Linked DNA regions of Zea mays: all the other regions are linked to region 3. Evidence: chromatin contacts called from public Hi-C data. All regions are on one chromosome and are shown on one strand. Each heading gives the region's core, a stretch centred on a gene start, on an enhancer-like site or on the middle of the called end of the contact. The rest is flanking DNA. Distances are from core to core; before and after follow the strand shown. Region 1 holds the start of LOC100193195. Region 2 holds the start of LOC100282585. Region 3 holds the start of LOC103654004 (enhancer of mRNA-decapping protein 4-like).

What was found. A called contact is a pair of places that touch in the nucleus more often than the background predicts.
Region 1: a contact with region 3 is called in a Hi-C map of tassel, with 2.1 times the contacts expected there. The contact joins the promoter of LOC100193195 here to the promoter of LOC103654004 in region 3. A contact is called at or near these places in 3 of 25 Hi-C or Micro-C datasets (ear, leaf and tassel).
Region 2: a Hi-C map of endosperm shows a contact between it and region 3, with 2.0 times the contacts expected there. The contact joins the promoter of LOC100282585 here to the promoter of LOC103654004 in region 3. A contact is called at or near these places in 7 of 25 Hi-C or Micro-C datasets (bundle sheath, ear, endosperm and 3 more).

What each region holds. Positions count from the first base shown.
Region 1 is chr4:167,986,305-167,990,967 of Zm-B73-REFERENCE-NAM-5.0, reverse strand. LOC100193195 reads left to right here and starts at 2,797. Exons shown (of 5, transcript NM_001138350.1): 1 at 2,797-3,103.
Region 2 is chr4:168,342,617-168,347,417 of Zm-B73-REFERENCE-NAM-5.0, reverse strand. It overlaps LOC100282585, which reads right to left and starts at 2,543. Exons shown (of 3, transcript NM_001291611.1): 1 at 2,236-2,543; 2 at 2,066-2,125. The coding sequence starts at 2,329.
Region 3 is chr4:168,156,841-168,161,762 of Zm-B73-REFERENCE-NAM-5.0, reverse strand. It overlaps LOC103654004 (enhancer of mRNA-decapping protein 4-like), which reads right to left and starts at 1,334. Exons shown (of 13, transcript NM_001351141.1): 1 at 536-1,334. The coding sequence starts at 1,261.

The sequences.
Region 1 (4,663 bases), core at 1,548-4,047, 170 kb after region 3:
AAGTATTTGACCTCTTGGATCAACTGATTGCAGGAATAAGAATGATAGATTTAACCAAATACATCAGAATGTATTCTCAATTCCCATAGCATACATGGGGTTACCAGGGTGGGTCTGTCTGCAATGATAAAGTAAACACAAGAAATATCATTAGGACAAAGAAATTTTGTTTAATGTTTCAACAAAACACCACAATCAAGAATCGTCTCCTGCTTCAGTATATCCAGACTGTCTCCTGCAAAGGAATCACAGGTAGACCCTAATTCATTAAAAGTTCAAAGTAACTCTACTCACAGAATGGGATGAGATGTAGAAGTAAATGTCAATGTATCATTCAGAAAAGTGCAGAATTTTATATCCTACTGCTTAAATGCCCGTGGAAATTGAGCAGAATCTGAGACAAGTTACTGCAGCCATAATTTTTATTTAATTCCTCATTTGAAGTTGATAAAACTAACCTCTTAAACTCAAACCATCCTATTCTTTCTGTTTAAGGCGATAATCATGTTCCAATCTATCCAAAGCATGCAATTCATGATATGATTCCTGAGTGCAAAAAAGTAGGAAAAAAAATAAGTAATGTGATGCTAATAACCAGAATAAGAAGGCCAAATTGGCCGATGACAAAAATACACAAATTCATCAATGGTGCTAGGGAAGTAGGGATTCCTTATCCAAATAATACAATTATACTTCTCCTAGCCACTTCAGAAAAAATATACGTAGATAGCATTTGGCGTCACTTTTGACTACTAATTCATGTGGCTTCGATACAGAAGCAGCCAAAATGGAATTGTATATTATGAAATAAGTAACTGGAAATCACATGAATAAAATCATTTTATTCTCAAGCAAGTTCAGATAGGCTAGCAAATAAGACATTGAAGCCAAACAAATCAGGCCATCCTTACAACTGTATTTTGAACACATGTAACCAGTTTTTGCATCACTGATTCTGCTTTTCCTTTCAGATAACTTCGTGGGGCTAGTTCGGATGCCAGCCTAATGGAATACAAACAGAAATAAAGTTAGTAGCCTAAAGTAAACGCGTCCACAAACTCAGGTACTGAGAAAAAAACTATACTTTTCAAAGTAGCGGTCCAAGTTATGCCACTGAGGATCCTTGCAATAGTTTCCAAAGCGAATGACCTCTTTTGTAAATACTTCTAACTCTTCCCTGATGGAATTAACTAATTAAGGTATTGTTTCAATATAAAAATAAAAGGCACACTACAGTTTTCCATACATTTTGAACAGGGTAACACGCACGACAAGCATGGATAAATTAGGCCATAATTACATGATAAGAAGTGAACACAAGCACAAACCTTTTGTCGGCAGCTGCCATCTTGAGCAGTTCATCAAAATCTTTGGATATAAAAAAAATGATTGGTAGGACGCACCTTCTGCATAACTCTGTACTGTACGCGATCAACAAACAAGAAAGAGCACCTCAACTTCGCAACGGAGAAGAGCGTCCCGTACCACAGCCAGAACCCAAAAATGACTCCAGCGATCACACGGTAGTACAACCCTGACAGTTTGTTCAACGAGAGGAACAACATATTGCTTAGCCCTGGAGGAATGGCTCCTGACAGTTTGTTCAACGAGAGGTCAAGTGACTCAAGAACGTTCAAGCTTCCGATGCTGCTAGGAATTCCACACGACAGACGGTTTCTCGACAGGTTCAGAAACTGGAGGCCTTGGAGATTGGTGAGCTCGTCAGGGATGCAATGCGACAAGGAGTTGCCCGACAGATCGATGCCTGTCATCAGCTCGAGTATCCTCTGGAACCTGAGCTTCTGCCCCTTCCAGATGATGTCGATCCGATCCTGGTAGATGGACCCGTCCAGCGATCCTGTGCTGGAGTTGATCTTGGGGTGCTTCATGGAAGCCAGGTCTCCCAGCTCTCTCAGGATCAGCCCCGTCAGTCCGTTGTGGGCTAGGTCCAGCAGCTGGAGCTGCGAGAGCTGCGACAGCTCCGGAGGGATCTGGCCGCTGAAGTTGTTCGAGCTGAGCCTAAGGATCTTCAGCGCCAGAACGAAGGTCCCGATCCAGCGATGGATGTCGACGTAGAACCTGTTGTTGTCGATGTCTACGGTGGGCGGGCGCGGTGGAGGAGCGGTGGCGGCGGCGCGCGCGGTAGAGGAGCGGGGGCTGGCGGGCGCACGGTGGGGCGGTGACGGCGGGCGCGGTGGCGCGCGGTGGAGGAGCGGTGGCGGCGGGGGCGCGGTGGAGGAGCGGGTTGGTGGCGGCGCGCGCGTAGGCGAGAAAGAAGAGAGACGCGTGGGTCGCTAGGGATTTAGGTTTTTGGGATAAGTTCGACGGTGTCCACGTGGCCCACGAACTTAATTTAAGAACGTGAGTACTCACGTCCCTAATACGATAAGTTCGACGGTTTTAGCTAGGACGCACGAATTTAAACTAAGAACGTCGGTACCCACGTTCTTAAATTAACTCATGAACTTAACTCAATTAAGAACGTCGGTACCCACGTTCTTAAATTAACCCACGAATATTTATTAGTTTCTTGTAGTGGAGTGAAAACCAGGCCAGGGGTCAGAGGGAGGGAGCGCCAGTGGGCGGGTGAGAGCGCGGCCCACCGCCACTTGGCGAAAAGCACAGCGCACGTGGCGCCTGCCCGAGCGCTCCGCTCCGTTATCCTCGGCGCGCAGGCAAATGACGGCCCCGCCCCTGGTGAAAAGCGCAAAAAGGGCACTCCCGCCTCCCGGGTCCCGCGCCGCGAGGTGGGCCCACTTCCGCCCGCCCTCATCCCCCTTCCACTTCCCCCCTCATCACGTCCTCTTCCAGTCTCCACTCTCCACGTGTTCCATCCCATTCTCCTCCCCGCGCCCCGTCCCCCTCGCCTCGCTTATCCCCCGGACCCGGCCGACCCCTGCTCTGCTCGACGTGTTGGCAAAACCTCCTCCTAGTCCTCTCGCAGAAGGAGCTTGTTTTCTTTACCGGCGCGGCAACAGCGAAAGCTTCTCGATCTCTCTCCCCGCTGCTCCGCCGCTGGGTACGGTGGTTCCGCGCCTCGGACGCGCCCGTGCGGGTTGGTTGGATCCGAGCTCTGTGCAGAAGCGCCGCCGCGACACGGTCGGTGAGCGCTCTTTCTGGCTGCTGTTTTCATCGCGAGCTTGGATTCAGACATTCGGTGCCGTCCATGCAAGGGGTAGACGGATTTGGGTGAGGAGTCTATTGCTTCTTCGATCGGGGATTGAGTGTTTGGTCTACCGTCCTTGTTTATTTAGCTCGTCGGTGTTCCAGGGAGTTCGACGTGTATGGGTGTAGTGTGTTGGGCTGACAAGTCTGAACTCTATTTTTTTTCCTTTCTTTCCTCTTTGCGGACACTTCACGTTTTTATTCCGTGTCGCGTAGACCGTACGCGAGTGGTTCGGTTTGTTTGATTTCGCCCTTGCGCAGGCGGCCTCAGCTGCTAAAGTCTTGATTAACCCCGTCTAATTGCTTGTATCTGCAGCCAGTTCATCTGGAAAGGGTTTTATCTGTTCTTTTACAAAGGTTGCTTTTGCCTACTGACGCGTGAATATCGAATAGTGATGATAGTATATTCGCGCTTTGCTTGTACGTGTCTGTACTCTGTTGTCCCTTCTGTTCAAAGCGGCAACTATTCATCTGCGTCGAAAGGGAATCCTTTTGCAGCGTGAATTTGACTGTTCTTGAGCGAAATTTGCCGCGTTTATTTGAGTGGCGCAGAGAGTCCGCTGGCTTCCAGCCTTCCACGAGTAGCCGGCAAGCGACCAGATAGAGGGAAAAAAGAGAGGGTTAGTGGTGCACTGGTGCTTAACACCTGTATTTGTTGTACCTGAAGTTTGGCATATGGCCACTTATTCTGTGCCACACTTACCGGTCATGTGCATGGAAAGCGTCCATTCGATATGCCAAGATATGAACATGCCACTTAAAATGATAACTTGGGACCAGGGAGCCATTTGCAATAGAGGTCGCAAAAAGTTTGGTTGCACTTCGTCCTATTTGTCTCTCACTCACTCAGTCACTCCTATGTGCTGATATGCTGTGCTAAGCTGGCATGAAAGACTCTTGACTTCTTCAGAGCATTGATGCCAATTGCAATAAAAGCGTTTGTTTGTCTCCAAGATGACTATTCATCACTCTATCTTTCGGTGGTACCAAATGCATTATGGTCACTCTATTTGAAGGTCTTTTGAATTTACTCTGCTTACCTCCCCCTTATGCTTTACAGAGATTATATGCTTTGCCAATAGCGTAGTCCCAAATTATGGAAGCCCCCTTAGATTACATGTCTGTACTTCTATTCTGAAACTTCTTGTAGTTATCTAATGCGCTGGCTGACAGATATAGGAAGAATATCTAAATCTCAAATTTTCTGTGAGGGCCTCAGGGGAAGCGTCCTATGTAGCTAAATGAGGGAGCGGTTCTGTGTTATCTATGGGTGACAATGAGCTCTAAATTTTACACTATAAGATTTAATGATCGGATCATATTAGGATCAGGCCCTACCATTTTGTGAAGAAGCATTTGGATTGTAATCCATTACCATCCCTAGTGTTATCATAAGACTGTCACTAGCTCGTGGCAGAGTGTATGTAGATGCATATTTTTGCTGATGTGGAACAGAATAGGTATCTGTTTGCATGGCCTGGGGAAAAGTTGCCAATTT
Region 2 (4,801 bases), core at 1,294-3,793, 180 kb before region 3:
CCCCTTATGGCCTTATATGCTGGGCCAACAGTCAAAGAGGTAACTCCTTCCCACCAATCTTCAAAGGAAGAATTCTCATGGCTAGGAGCAAGGTGCAGCTGTCCAACAGATCTCATAATCTGAAACCAAACTTCCCGAGAGAAAATGCAGGAGACTAACAAATGGTTCAAGGTCTCCTCCTCCTGATCACAAAGCAAACAGTTTGGAGGGTGAGGTAGCCCTTCTTTCGCTAGACGATCAGCTGTCCAGCAGCGACCGTGAGCCACAAGCCACATGAAGTTTCTGTTTACGAACAATATTGCAACAGCAAAAAATGCATTGGTGCATGATCGAGATAATTTGTTTGATGCGGCGATTGATAACACAAGTCAGAGCAACCTTCCTTCCACATATATTGCTAGGTATGCATCACATGACAATAGTGTTGCCATTCAGTAGGGACAAGCTTTTAGGTGCTTCCAGTGATAAAACAGCATGCAGAATTATTTGTAAGCTTCCTCTTGTTGGCAGTGAGATTCATGCCATGCTTACAAATTATGAGGAAAGTACAAGGGCAATGGGATCCAGGAGATATGCAGATGCATGGTGTGTCTGTTCTGGGCTTCTGGCATGTGCTTGAAAGGCACTACAAGATTGAGAGGGTAATTTCTGGTGGCAGTGGCATGAGAATGACACAGGAAGAGAATGAAGTTTGTTATCTCCCTATAAGATTGTAGTAGTTAAAAAGTGGTTCTTTTTGCAGGGTTTTCTACCTTTAAAAAGTTTCAAACTTGTGCACCTAAATCTTTTTTTTTTGAATAAAATGGCAGGAGCTCTGCCTATATATTAAGGGAGAAAGGTTTCGGAAAACAAGAGACGAGGTCCGAGGACCAGATACAAGACATCGCAGCACACACGGCGGGAGGAACGATCCCAGCAGACCCACACAGAGCAGCTAGCTGCAAAGGCGCATCAACATCTCAATTACACGATAGACATAGCCCTCCTAAAACTTAAAACATCCTCTTTGATCCTCAAGGCAACCTGGATAGGGGTTACGGAGCTGTTTTCGAAGATCCTCCTGTTTCTCTCCTTCCATAAGTTCCACATGGTGTATATCACGATGCCGTTGAAGTCGCGCTTTTGGGTTTTTGGGAGCAGGGAGGATGCTCCTTCCCACCAGTCCTTAATGTTAGAGAAGCGAGCAGGGTCCGTCAGGGCAGGGAGGGTCATACCTTCCCAAGCTAGAATCTGATCCCACACAGCACGGGCGAGAGGGCAATGCAAACAGAGTTGAAGGCCAGTCTCTAGGTGCCCATTGCAGAGGGAACAGTTCGGATGGTGTGGCCAGCCCCTAGTGGCAAGATTGTTCGCAGTGAGGAGCTTGTCTTGTAGAAGAATCCAAGCACACTAATTTTATTATTGTCAAGCTCTGAACATTGAAATTGGCTAAGCATCCGCTCTTAGTCCATCTCAGAGGAACAACTGCATCAGAATAGTCTGGGCAACCATGAAGATAAAGGTCTGTCAATGTACAACAAAGGAGTTGCCAGAGCTGCAGGGAGTTGAATGTGAAACAACTGAAAAAAGACAAATGGAGCAAAGTCAAGGCATAGCACTGAAGAACCACAGGTGTGGGATACCGGTGGTTTGCCATTTTTGCATGGAGTTGAGGTCAAGTCAATTTTTTATGGAAGGAAGAATGTGAGGAATCATCCTAGGTATGAGCTGGAGTTGCGCCATGAGCCATGTTGCCTACTGGCTCAAGCAACTGAAGGGCAACACCACAAGAAGAGAAGCTGCATCAGAAAGGATAACTCGATGAATTGAATACAGAGACATGTCCTCTTCATATTCCTCCTCCGGTTCCTTCTCCCTTGGTCTAGAGCTATATTCCTTCTACCCAATTCCGATTCACCATCCCTCTTCCAAGAGGTTGTGCAATCTAGTTTGTACCCAAACTGTTATGCCATCAATGTGAGGGGTGCGCCAGCACATAACTCCCAATCTCAGATCAAAATCACCCAAGCCACGAGCCAATCGCAGGTTGAGGTTGTCAAAGGAGAAAGCAAAAGATGAAACGTACTGTTCTTGGCCTGCAGTAAGCTCCTCCCTGTAGATCCGGCGCTCGGCTGGAAGACGCTATCTGCTCATGCAGAGCAAACAGAACCAGGCAGGCAACCAGCCCATCGCCATCAGCTACGAAACCGAAAAGCGAAACAGACAGCAAGAAACACCGGAGCAAACAAGTCGTACCGGACAGGAAAGGACCATTCGCCGCAGAGGTGAGCCCAGCCACTACGACGACCGAGAAGAGGGCCAAGAGCCCACGCCCCGCAGCCATCGCCATGCGCCGCCGCTGCTGAGACACCAGGAAGGCCGGCCTCGAGGGAATGTAGCTCGTGAGGCGGTCGGATCTAGGACTACGACAGTAGCGGTGGCGGTGGGACGCCGGGTGCAGAGACCGCCCACATGCGCGCCACGACGTCTTCGCTGGTGGTGTTTGCAAGCTCTAGCCTCCAACCCAAGTGTTGCAGGTTTACAGCTGGAGGAGTTAATTAGCGTCGCGGGGTGGAGTGGAGGCGCGGAGCAAACGCGGTTTGTTTGGTGATTCCCTGTTTCCTCTCCCGCTATGTGACGGTGGCGAGGTTGGCAGGGGGCAGGGCACGCTAGCTGTAGGCCTGTAGCTGGGCTGGAGGGAGACAGTGATGAGGATCATGGACGATCAAAGACGGTCATTTGCATTAGGTGCTCTTTTAAGCATATACCTTCACTGCTACTGTAATTACTGTAGTCTCTCTATCTCAAATTATCGTTCTATTTTATATACATGGTTTTAGCATAGTATATTTTCAAGTGTATAAAGTTATATCTCTGCAATGGAGTTGTGTTTGATAGAAGTGTTTAGAAAGAATCTATCCATACACCTGAACCGTGATTATGCCTTTTTTTTTCTTTTAGTGCTCTCAAAAGTTTTTTTTCCTCTTCTTTCTCTTTCTATTTTTGGTGACATCTTGTTGGTTTTAATTCTAGCCTATCATAACTTGTTTGGGACTAAAAGACTATGTTGATATTGATTATTATCATCTCTATGGTCTTCTTTCCTATGTCATTTTTAAGATTGTGGCAAAAAGATCGTGCATAGAGCAGACTGCATTATTTACCATTATTTACATAGTAGAGGTAGAGTTTGAAATAAGGTATGCAACGAGCAAGACTAATATAGATAGCCTAATGGCACTCACCCAACCTCCTCCCCCATTCCCCAGTTGTTGCTGGACATGGGCTAACAGAAAACGACTCGACCTCTCGCAACTGGCTATGGTCTATTTGAGAGCTCAGTTCCGTGCGTCTCCAATTAGCGGACAGCTCTTGACTCATGATGTAGACGAACATCATTCCTCATCAATCAAGCTAAGCTAGAGTCTAAATGCACACATACAAGCACTTGACCGTGTTCACTAAATTTTGGTTAGTTGCAAAGTTCTAAGAAATCCATGTTCAATCAGATGTTCATACAGTATCCACCAACCAAAAAAATCGATTGAATTCCGGGTGAAACTAAATGTTCTGAAAAAAGAAGGAAAAGAAAACGCACGGAGCATTGAGATACATACATCAGATCAGGAGGCTCAGCACTTAGAGGAGCATAACACAGACAGAATTCCCTTAGCTCTATAGATTCAGATTGGGCAGTATCTGGTGATTTTCCAGGACGCTGTTCATGACTATCTCTTCAGTTTATCACAAGTAAACTATATCTGTTGTTATTGAGGCTACCATGCCATGGCACTCATCTCTATAGTAGACTGAGAATAGTGAGAAAGATAATCGCAAAGGGCGGCCATCGGGCCATGTACAAGTACCAAGCGATCTAGTTCAATTCTGTCAGGCAGCAGACGTTAGTAAATAGCCCTTTTGTTTCTGTACATTGCAGGTAAGTGTATTATGTACAAAATTTCCTCCGCTGTACCAAAAAAAATGAAGAAAAAAAAAGTTAGCATGCACAAGTGTGACTATTACGAGATACATATGATGGTTCCAAATTCATATGTTCTATAATATCAGTATATCTAAGGCAGAAATAACTTAATCCATGCCAACCTGAACAGGATATTATGGATCCGAAGACGGGATAGTGTACTAACAATTGCATGATATGTCATGCTTACCCTAAGATCAGGCTCCGTTACTGCTTCCAAGGTTTCTGCCATCTGCATTTGTTTGATAACTGTTGCATGCAATACCTGGAAGAAAAGAAACAAAAAGACCACGTAGCTACATTGTATATCATTTGAAAAAAAAAACGACAAAAATGAGAAAAAGTAAATAAGTTTATCAGATCTAATGATAATAACTAGTATTATCAAATAATGAAAACAAGTTAACTGGCAAATCAAGAACAAATATCAAACAGATATCAGATGAACAGAAAATGGCTTTATTAATTAAATCAATAACAATGAGTGAACAGTACCACATGAATAATTACTACTCCCTCCACCCCATAAGGTTGTCTCTAGCAGCTTACCCGTCCTATCTCTCATCACATCTCCTATTTCAAATTGTTAGTCAGTTTTGGTACCCGTCCTATCTCTCATCACATCTCCTATTTCAAATTGTTAGTCAGTTTTGGTAAGCTAGAATCAGGGCTAGACATATGATTACCTTCCCCATATACTTTTTTTTTCGAAAAACGCAGGAGAGTTGCGCATCATTATATTAAGAAGAAGGGGAAATTAAGGTCCAAGAGGACCAGTACAAAAAACCACACAAGCATAAATAAAACTATCCATAGGACTAAGATACAAAAAGACGACCA
Region 3 (4,922 bases), core at 85-2,584:
ACAACACACATATACAACACTATTTCAGCTCTATTATACTAACACACAAGCAAACGGAAAAAATGAATCGAGCCTCCCTGTTAATCGGTTTGAAACGGTTAACTTATCAATCTCATAATGGAATCAAACAAGAAATGGACCCAAAAGGCCAAAACAGAAGTAACAATCTATAATATGAAGCCATATACGACACATGCAGTTGAGCATGGCACAAGAAACAAGATGTGCATCAATATGCTTAATTACAAACTGTGTGACTATCTCATGGCAACAGGTTCCTCTTCAAGATTTCACCACAACGCCATGCCACTTTTAACTCAGTCGGACTATGTACATAAGATGAAACTGTTGGCTGGTCATTAGTCTGAACATTTATACACAATACTAACCAACGACTATATCTATTAGGCCTAGTTTGGGTAATCTAGGAATGAGAGGGATTGGAGTGGATTGAGATGTATTGTAGGAGTTTTTGATCTATTTGAGATTTAAACACTCTTCAATCCAAGCGTATCCTTAACCTGCATGCGCATACCTGTGTGTGACCACGGAGGAGTGAACGGAGTGCGGTGTTGATGTTCAGCACACGGATGTTACCGAGCTTGAGGCCATACACGATGTACGTCCGGTTCACAGCGATCTGTCTGCCCAGCACGAGCCCGGGATCCGATGTGTACTTGGTAATCGGTGTTACCTCCAGCTGCGGTGGCTGCGCTTCCCCGGGCAGCCTCGAGTCAACATCGTGCACCGCTCGTTCCCCGGTGCCAAGTAACCGCCCCCTGGGCACCTTGCTGCTGGTGCTGCTCAGCATCCTGGCCGGCGGCGCGGATGGCATCGCTGGGAGCAACTGCAGTTGTGCGAATTCCGATGTGGGCGGGGGCATGGAGACGGCGGTCTCGAATTGTGTCGGCCCGGAGTTCCCGAGCAGCTGCATGAGGCGCGCGCCGGGGTTGGGGCCCGGGGCGACGGCGTTGGGGTTAGCGTTCGGGTTGGGGTTGAGGTTTGGGTTTGGCATGGGGAAGGAGACAACTGGGCGGGTCATGGCGTGGGGGTCCTGCGGGTAGTGGATGTAGGGTCCGCGGTGGAAGGGCGGGGTCACCGGAGGGTAGGAGTAGGGGCCGGATGGCGCCGGGCCTCCAGCGACGCCGGGGAAGATGGGGTTGGGGGTGGCGTTGGGCATGGGATTCGTTGGCCTGAAAAGCTTCCCGATCTCAAATGGTGTATTAGGATTAGGGTTAGGGTTTTCGCTCGGAGACGTCATGAGAAGCGGCCGGGAGAGGAAGGTGGCAATGGAGTAGATCTGAACTGGGGAAGAGAGGAAGACGAAGTGGACTGGAGGTGCCGTGGAAGGGGGTAAATTCAGTTGGAGTGGAGGTGCTTGTCATTTCGCGTTGCACCCTACCGTTATGGTCATTTTTTATTGGTTTTTTCACATACTATGCGCGATATCAAATTCGTATCTAAGATTTTAAATATACATAAATATTATGTATAAGTTAATATATAATACACAGTAAGTATAAAATGTTTGAAACGAAATTAAGAAAAAATAACACTTTTATACAATGTGATTGAGTTGTAAAATTTACCTGAATTTGTGTCATATCCAGCTACAGTCAGAACAACGATACCCAGTGGAATCAAGAGTTGTTGTTCTACCTATGGGGACAGATATCCCCGGGTCCACCGGAAGGGTAAAAAATCTCGCGAAAGACCCGTGGGCCCAATAATTCGCAAGGTCGTTCCTTCGTGGGCCTGGGGAGGAACGTTTAATGAAGCAGACCGACGCAAACCCAGACGGTCCGACGAGTTTGAACTGCGACCGCAACAGAGACCCGACCTTCCCGCGCAAGGGCCTCATACGTCGGAACCGAGCGGGGATAAGTCGGCTGGAATATAGGAAGATAGACTCAGTCAGTTCACTATTACTTAGGCACACGTTGTTATCATATCCGCATGTAACGCTCCACGGTCGAGTATATAAGGCTTAGGGGGCACCCCCTCAAAAGCATCTCACCACTTAGCCATCCACCCGGTTCTCTACGTTTTCGACACTAGAGAACCTCACTGTAACCTACCACATAAAGTACTCCCGCCAGGACGTAGGGTGTTACGCATCTCAAAGCGGCCCGAACCTATACAAAATTGTCCACTGCCTCTCGTGCATTAGCACGAACCATCGAGCTACAGTCGGTAACACCGTCCTACTCCAAAAAGCACCTCGAGGGACAACCCCGGGTGTGCAGCCGGACCCAAAACACCGACAGCTGGCGCGCCAGGTAGGGGGTGTGCACTGATCCAAGCTAGCTCAATGGCCGTCACTTTCCAGCACAAGATTGTCCTCCGCCCCGGGTCCGTGTTCTGCTTCGGAACCATTTCGTCCGTAGCAGATGAGGAAGGAACTCTGCATCGCATCGCGGATCCACCGGAGAGAAAGTCTTCCTCAAAAATCTTCGGGAAAATTGGAGCGAAGCAGGAAAAAGTGCAACCTCCAGCGCTCCGGGCAAAGACCACCTTCGGTAAGCTGGGAGCCGAGGGTCCGTCTACCCAGAGAACTCCGTTGTTCACCTCTCTGACGAAAAAATGGACACAAATCACAAGGAAAAAGGAAGTGAACAAGGTAAAGGATTGTCAAACTGCTCTTTTGGTGCCTCCGTCCTCAAAGGAGAATGGAAAGAAGCTCGTCACAGTGGCAGCTCCCTTCTACCCCGACGTCCTCTTCATCGGGAGAGTGGAGTCGCCCCCCCGTCTCCGACGACGAACCAACTGCGCCCGGGGAAGAACCTCCTCAGCGGGAATCCCGCCGACAAAGAAACCGACGCCGAAACATTCGACGACATCACGAGGCCGGGGAGCGGGACCCGGCGCAGCCCGTATCGCGAGACGAGATCTCGGAGATAGGAGAAACTCCAGAGGAACGGGTCTTCAGGGAAAGGAGGAATTCCCGGCGACGTGACCGTCGGCAAGCTCAAGAGTAGGTCGAGCAGGAAGCGAGCCAACGTCGAGAAAATCCACTTTTCGGACGCAACCTGAACCCCGACTTCGCCCGAGGCATGAACACACCGAGCGAAGTTGGTGGAGTATTGGCTCGGATAGCTGATGGCCTCCCCCGGACTCCAGACGCCGAGGGCTATCGACGACTATTCACTCGGGCGGCCAACCACCTTCTACCCCTCGCTCATCCGCCGAGCGACCTATGACACGCCATCAACAGTCGGCGGGACGCACGAAGCTCCATCAACGCTTCACGCGAACGACGACACAAGAACGAGATCCGTCGCCGAGAAGAGTATGACCGGGATCACGACATCCCGGCACGGAGTCAGGACACCAGAACTGAGTCGGCAACGGCTTCGACTGGTGGCACCACCCGGGGACGGTCGAGGCACCACGACAACCACTCACCTCCCCGGGACAGACATCATCATCGACGACAAGAATACACATGTGGAGTATCAGCGCTTACTCCACGCCTCAGGGCCATTCAGTGGCCCCTAACTTCAAGGTCTCCAACATCGACAAATATGAACCTAAGCAGGATCCGGGAGGCTGGCTGGCCGTCTACACCACTGCCGCTCGAGCCGCTGGGGCGACCAAAGATGTGATGACTGCGTACTTGCCTATCGTTCTCGGGCAGGATGCACTGCAATGGCTGCGACACCTACCCCGACACTGCATCGACGACTGGAGTGATTTCAGTCAGCGCTTCACCGCCAACTTCCAATCTCTCTCCGACAAACCGGTGCAGCCATGGGACCTCAAATCCATCAAGCGCCGAGGGGATGAGACTCTCCGGTCATACCTCAAAAGATTTCAGACCATGAGGAATCGTATCCCCGAGGTCGCGGAAGCAGCAGTGATCGAGGATTTCTACCGGGGATCTAATGACTCGGCTTTCGTCCGAGCCATATTGCAGAAGGCGCCAACCACATCCGAGCAGCTATTCCGGGAAGCCGACCTCTACATCACCGCCGATGAACGAGCTCAAGACCTCATCGGAGGAGCAAAGCCTGCACCGGCAGCACCGCGGTGCGACATGAACCAATAACCCGACAAATGTTGGGAGAAGAGGCCTCGTGAAGAAGTCCACGCCGCCGGACCGCCGGCCTCTCGTGCCCGGGGAGGACCTCGCGGAGGCGAACGCACGCTGGACGACATCCTCGACGCCCAGTGCCCGTACCACAAGGACATGCGCCACACCCTTCGGAACTGTAGAGACTTCAAGCACTCCGTGGGGAACGACTGACCCTTCCAACCTCTGCCGCCTCCCCCGCCACGAGGAGGACCTGGAGAACCTCGACAACCCCAACAGCAGGAGGGGGAGGAGGGGGAGCCTTCCCACGCATCGACGGAGAAGTTAACGTCATCTTCGACGGACACGGGTCACAAGAAAGCAAGAGGCAGCAAAAGCTCAACGACCGTCAGATACTGGTGGCGACCACTGGTCCTCCCACCCCGTATCGATGGTCCGAACATCCAATCACCTTCATCCGGGCAGATCAGTGGCTCAACTTCGACCACCCGGGCAAGTACCCGCTCCTCGTCGATCCGGTGATCCGAGAGAGCAGGGTAAAGAAGGTATTAGTGGACGGGGGAAGCAGCATCAATGTCACCTTCCCCTGGATGCTTCAAGGCTTGGGAGTTCCCCTCAAAGAGCTCCATGAGCCGGACACTCCTTTCTTCGGCATCGTGCCGACGGAAGGAGAATATCCACTGGGACACATCTACATGTCGGTCACCTTTGGGACTCCAGAAAACTACAGAACTGAGTTCCTGAGGTTCGAGGTGGCGAACTTCGACTGCGGGTACAACGCCATCATCGGCAGGCCTGGATTGGCGAAGTTCATGGCCATTCCACACTATACATACATGATATTGAAGATGCCAGGACCACAAGGAATCATAACTATGCGCGCTGACTT